Linked DNA regions of Mus musculus: region 2 is linked to region 1. Evidence: chromatin contacts called from public HiChIP or PLAC-seq data. All regions are on one chromosome and are shown on one strand. The core of a region is the stretch at or near the end of the contact, and the rest is flanking DNA. Distances in the headings are between cores, read along the strand shown.

Region 1 (3,175 bases), core at 232-2,731:
GTTTGTTTTTTGCCTATACGAAACAGTGGGTTTGAAGTACCACCTCACCTTTGAGGCAAGGACAAACTCCTTCACGAGCTTGGAAGGCAATGAATCTGTTGTCTACTTCCAAGCTATTGGCAGGATCGTCTAAAGAAATGAACAAGCTTGGCCTCTGGTGTGCTGGTGTGGGTGTTCCGAGCTCAGCCCCTTTGTTGGAAATCAATGTGGAGGTACCTCAAAAAGCTAGACATAGGACTATCATGTGATCAAGCCAGAACATTTCCTGAGAATATTCTCAACAGACTCTATATTCTACTGTAGATTTATTTACTCATTCATGTTTATTGCTTCTCTGTTCACAATCACCAGGAAATGAAAAGGTTTAAAATGTCCCATCACCTGATAAATGTGTAATGATACATGGAAGATTATTCAACCATAAAGAAAAATCAAACTACAAAATTATCAGTTCGGTGCATTTCTCAGCCCTCATCAGGGAAGCTTCTTTTTATAGTATAAGGTGATTAATACAAAGACCCACGGCTTGTCAAAATCTAGGGAGTAAGAGACTGTGGTATGATCAGCTTTAAAAGGGCATCTGTGTCACATTCTTGATCATAAGGCTCAGGAAGCATTGTAGAAGAGGCATCTTAAGCACCAGAGGTAGTGGACATCTACTGCAAAACCTTCTTTGCCAGACAAGACAGCGCTGTTGTACACGTGAGCTCACAGCAGCTGTGGCTGTAAACACAAGACCTGAGCAAGATCCAGCCAGCCAAAATCTCGCCACGGTCAGGGCGGGAGCTCATGAAGTCTCACCCATGGCCGAGGAGCTATTGGCAATTTATGGCTGCTAGCCGGTGAGAGCATCAGTTTTCTTCAGGGATTCAGATTCTAAGATGCTATCCATATTCCATTAGATAGTTCAACACCTATGAACACACAGACAACACTACGTGACTCAGTAGGGAGGAGGAGGAGGAGGAGGAGGAGGAGGAGGAGGAGGAGGAGGAGGAGAAGCAATGAAGAAGCATGAACTTGAGAGGGAAAAGTGACAGTGGGGAATGGGAGGAATTTGTTGGCAAAAATGAGTGAGGTCTGATCACAATGCATCATGTGCATGTATAAAAGTTTTAAGCGGTTACTTAAGTGAGTTAGAAAACTTGCCATTGTACATGGTAACATGTGCAAATTGAGATGTAGGTACGAGCATTGTTTTATGTAGTTTATCAACAAACATAGAAGTAATTAAGACAGGAAAAAAGTCATGGGGAATAAATACTGAATTTATGAGAAGCTTGTGGGTTTTGTCCATTTGATTTGGTTAACAACGTTACTAAATAAGATTATGGCCCACATAGTTCAAAGAAGCAAAAGAAAATTAAAGACCAGACAAAAAAAAGAGGGGGTAAAGTACAAAATGTGTTTAATTTGTAACTTATCCCATTTCAAACCGGAAAAAGGAAATGTCTTTAGAAATACTGCAAGGCAATGTGACTAATAACTGCCTGCAGGTGTCAGACCCAGTAGATCCTTCTGGGGTGCTGGCAAGACACTGGACAAGGACGAAGGCTGTGAAGCTCACAGCTGAAAGCAGGGGGTGCTTCAGCCTGTCATTAATGATTAATAATTGGAGTCATGGAGTGACACAGAATACTGAGTGGTCTGGTAAGAGGTAAGAGAAGCCTGTCCAGAGGAAACACAGGAAGGCCTACCTCAGTCACTAAGTTGGTAAGTCACTTACTTTCATTGGGTAGCCAAAGATCTGCACTGTCCTTGAATACCAGCTGAGGGTTGCTATACATCCCTCCTCCAACTTCAAATGTTCTCCTGCTGACAAAATAAAAACATGTTCATACAATGTAAAAACCTATGTCTACAAAGGCAATGGGGAAGCAAGAGTGAGGAAGACGGAAAAATGGAGGGAGAGGCAAAGGGAAGGGGGAAGGGGGAGAGAAGGGGAAGAAGATAACGGAGGATGGAGAAAGAGAGGGAGAAGGGAGGGGAAAAGAGGGTCCAAGAGGGAGGGGAAAAGGAGGAACATACAGAGACAGCGGGTAAGGAGAGGGAGGAGAAGAAAGAGAGGGAGAGGAGAGACTGGAAACTGAAGAGTTTGTGCTAGATCACCATAGGAATTGGTGGAGACAATAGCAGCTGTGGAGACAGATCCAAGAAACACATACTATAAAGGAATGTTTTTAAAACTTTTACGTAGTCACATAAAATCATGTATGTGTGTAGAAGTGACTTGTCCAGAGAATCAAGGGAGGTAGATCTACCATACCCAACAGAACTTGTTATTTAAAAAAAAAAATTGAATGAGAGAGACAGAGACAGAGACAGACAGAGACAGAGAGAAACAGACAGAGAGAGAATGGTAAGGGGAAAGTCAAAGTGTCTCATGAACAAACATCAGTTCTTTTGCTAATGAGCTCAATGGCCTAGGAGAAGAGAGTCAGTGAGTTTTCTGAGGTCCATGGCCCTGCCTGGGTCCTGAGTCTACAGCAGTGGTTGTAACTACTCTTGTTAGTCTGACAGCTGCTGGGGACATGAAGAACAGTGTGAGCATTGTGAAAACCACTCTAGATAAAATGGTGTTAGCAATCACTTCTTTGCCTGTTACATCATCAATACAAAAAGCACACAGCTCTTACCTTACAGCAAACATGACATTATACTGGAGCCATATTTGAGAGACCATGGTCTGGGAACAGAGATTTAGGTTATGCCAGATGTTCATGTCCCAATATGGAAGCCGTCTCATGAATTTTATAGTTTTATAGAATGACAAAAGTCATAAATCAAGGCAAGTTTAAAATACACTAGAGTCTACATAGAGAGGCAGACACAGCAAGATGGGGAAGTTTTTCTAAGGCCTCAGATGCTACCTGATAAAATTCTTAGACTTTGAATAGGTACAAGCTAGTAGTATCAGTATCAGAATCAGAATCTAGCAGTAACAGTAGCAGTAGCAGTTGTTAGCAATAGCCGTCATCATCGTAATCCTCTTTAAAAATCAATAGATTTCAAAAGGTTATTTATCAGTCATGGAATGTTAGTCCTGACACTAAGTAGAGGTGGGCAAGAAATGGTTGTTGAAGTGGCTAAGTCTATCCGAAATTAAGATAACTGGCCTCTGAACTTATACTATTTCATCCTTTCCACACTATTACAGTTCTAACCAGTGAACCAG
Region 2 (3,175 bases), core at 424-2,923, 990 kb after region 1:
CTGTGGCACATACTATTCATCCCAATACTCAAGTAGCAGAGGCTGATCAATCTCTGTGAGATCCAGGATGACCTGGTCTACATGTCAAGTTCTGGATAGAACTTAAATAAATAATAGAAAATAAATAAATAAATAAAACCAAATAAATACGTTACAAAATATTCTAATACCCAGGAGGGTGAGGAAAGCTTACGGAGAAGTGGCTATGGAACCCTGTCAACGACAGGTGCCCACCTGCAACCCTGTCAATGACGGGCTCCCACCTGCAAGCTTGGATTAACTACATCCCAGTCCTCATAAAGTTGTTTTTGGTTGTTTTTAAAGAATTAAAATTTCCTCTTAAATCATTAAAATTCTTTTTAGGTAATATTATCTTTCTAAAAGTCACTGTCAAATGCTGTCCTTAGTTTTGAAATATTTCCTATTGGAAAACATTAAATATATTTACCTAAGGGTTATTTCCTATTTTTTTGACACTTTATGAACATAGTTAAAAAATTCTAAGAGGGGGCGTGTTCAGGAAAAAGATTTCAAATGCCTGTTGTTGACCAAAATTTATATTTCATGCCCAAATTCTTTTTAAATTTCCAAGTATTTTTTCTTAATCAGAAAAATAGACATGCGTGCATTAAAACATTTATTAAAAAGTCTGCAGCAAGTTCTAAGGTTAAGTGTCTTTCTACTCTGACAATACCACGCACTGGACTTCTGCTACGGATATTTATTAAGGATTGCTTCCTATAGAACACAATGTCTATAAAGTCTGGAAAACAGTAGTCTACGTTAGTTCATGTGGAATGGCAGGGTGCAGGCACTGGTCCTGGTTAACTCTGTAGACTCCCAGGCCAGCCTGGACTACAAGGGTTCTCAGCCAACAAACGTTACATAGTTACATAGACCTAGTTACAAAGACCTAGTCTCAAAAGCAAGAAATACAACACACGTACAGGTGGTTCTCGCATTCACTTCCGTACCTCAAACCTCCTTGACTCTTAAGAAACAATTCCTATATACTAGCCCTGCAGGCTCCAGCGTCCCTTAAATGGTACGCTGACATTTTTTCTCCACACACTCCAACAGTTTGCTGGTTAAAAAAAAAACAAAAAACAAAAAACCAAACATGCTTATTTACGTTTCGATGAGAATCCACGCCACGCACTTCCCCTGCGTTTGCGAGGCCACTAAGGTGTTTTACTAGGTTCGTCCCCTTCACCAGATACTTCGCCTACAATAAATATACCTTTTCCAAAACTCTATCAAAACCGGGAACTTTGAACATAACCTTCATTACTTCTCGTAGGTTCTGGGTCATGCTGCTCATCGTGGACGCAAAGCAAGAGTCTGGGCTCTGCGAGAATGAACTCTGGAAGAGACGTTTGTGAGAGGACAAGGGTGTGGAAGGTCAAGTCTGCAAGCCCGGCCGCTGTCGCGTCGTGCTCGGGAGAAAGGATCGCGCGCCCCGGTCGCCCTGGTCCTAGATGATCACGGGTTACCTTCACTCTTTAGCGCCCCAGCGCGCACGCGCAACCTTCAGGCCTCCTCGGCCCCTCCTTCCCCTCCCCTCCCCCTCCCCCTCCCCATCTGCGCCTCGCTGGCCGCGGACGGGGACCAGAGAGGGCGGTCTTCTTGCCGGAAGGTTGACGCGGACGCGCTTGCACGCTGCGCGCCTGCGCAGGTTCCGGCGTTCGCGATCAGTCGCGCGGGAAGCAGCGTGAAGAGCGGGTGTTTTGAGGGGACCCTGCGGCGATGGCGTCTGGCAGCAGTTCCGATGCGGCGGAGCCCGCAGGGCCGGCAGGGCGGGCGGCGTCGGCGCCCGAAGCAGCACAGGCGGAGGAGGACCGGGTGAAGAGGCGGCGGCTTCAGTGCCTGGGCTTTGCGTTGGTGGGGGGATGCGACCCCACGATGGTCCCCAGCGTCCTGCGGGAGAACGACTGGCAGACGCAGGTCAGTTCGCGTCTCTCGCTTCCGCCGCTCTCCCCCGGGAGGCGGGGCGCGCCCTGCAGCCTTGTGCCTTTGCTTTTCAGAAAGCCCTGAGCGCCTACTTCGAGCTGCCAGAGAACGACCAAGGGTGGCCGCGCCAGCCTCCCACGTCCTTCAAGTCCGAGGCCTAGTAAGCGACGGGGGTCGCGGGCTGCTCGCCGAGGGCGGGGAGGGACCGCCTGCTGGGCTTGGGCGTCCGAGGACCGGGACCTGGAAAAGGGCGGCCGGCGCCCCAGAGCTGGAAATCTCAGGGAATGCTTCCGAGGATGCAGGGTCACTTCCCAGCGGGACTTGTCTTTGTTGTTTTGGGACGAGTCTCACTGTGTAGCGCTTGGCTGGCCTGGAACTCGTCGTTATTTGAACCAAGCTGGCCTCGAACTCAGATCAGCTTGCTTCTGCCCTCTCAGTGCTGGCACGTTGAAGGCACATACTAGAACTGGCTTCCAACGTGATTTATTTTATTTTATTTTATCTTATTTCTTAAACCTGAAGATTATTTTATGTATTTTGAGGCAGAACCTCACCCTTTATCCCTGGCTGGCCTGAGCTTGGTGTGTAGACTAGGTTGGCCTCAAACACAGATCTACCTGCCTCAGAATCGAATGGGCTGGATTTAGAGTGCCCACCACCACACTGGGATGGAATTTTTGTTTAATGTTACCGTTATTTGTTCTTTTTCGAGACAGAGGCTTGCAATAATCCTGACCTCCAGCTCTCTTCCAGCCTCCCTTTTGCTAGCATTGCATCTGATTCCAGCACTCCCTACCCGAACTTTTTATTTGAGCCATATATGTCCAGGCTGACTTGGAACTCCTTTGTGGTCAAGGCTTGCCTTCCATTGGCCCAGTACTGGGATTAAAGGTTTGTGAAACCCTGGCTACTGAAATACACTTACTGACCTGAAATATTGGTGATATGTAAACTGAAGATTAGAAAAAAAACAGAGGTAGAGATTTTCTCCTGAAGAATGGTAACCTGTAAGTCTCCTTGTTTCTGCATAGTTTATCTGCTCTCCTCTTGCCAAAGAACGATAGTTTTTCTTTTGAGACAGGTTTGTTTCAAGTTTGATTAGTTTGGCACAAGTTTGTGTGTAGTTCAGGCCGGCATTGAGCTCCTAGCAATCTTGCCTCAGCCTGTGGGAACTAAAAACCATACCAGCCAGGTTTAATATTTGTTTTTAGTGTATGCTGTTCCT

The links. HiChIP or PLAC-seq counts read pairs in DNA pulled down with a chosen protein or histone mark.
Region 2: an H3K4me3 HiChIP or PLAC-seq map of pro-B cells shows a contact between it and region 1, with 3 times the contacts expected there. The contact joins the promoter of Tdp2 here to the promoter of Slc17a3 in region 1. A contact is called at or near these places in 7 of 39 promoter capture datasets (the 3T3-L1 cell line, cranial neural crest, liver and 3 more), 3 of 115 datasets of contacts at active chromatin or transcription factors (the 230-238 cell line, large pre-B cells and pro-B cells) and 1 of 9 other capture datasets (liver).

The regions. Positions count from the first base shown.
Region 1 is chr13:23,837,953-23,841,127 of GRCm38.p6, forward strand. It overlaps Slc17a3 (solute carrier family 17 (sodium phosphate), member 3), which reads left to right and starts at 1,482. Exons shown (of 12, transcript NM_001164743.1): 1 at 1,482-1,713.
Region 2 is chr13:24,829,986-24,833,160 of GRCm38.p6, forward strand. Tdp2 (tyrosyl-DNA phosphodiesterase 2) reads left to right here and starts at 1,674. Exons shown (of 7, transcript NM_019551.2): 1 at 1,674-1,944; 2 at 2,025-2,110. The coding sequence starts at 1,747. Acot13 (acyl-CoA thioesterase 13) reads right to left here and starts at 1,504. Exons shown (of 3, transcript NM_025790.2): 1 at 1,241-1,504. The coding sequence starts at 1,321.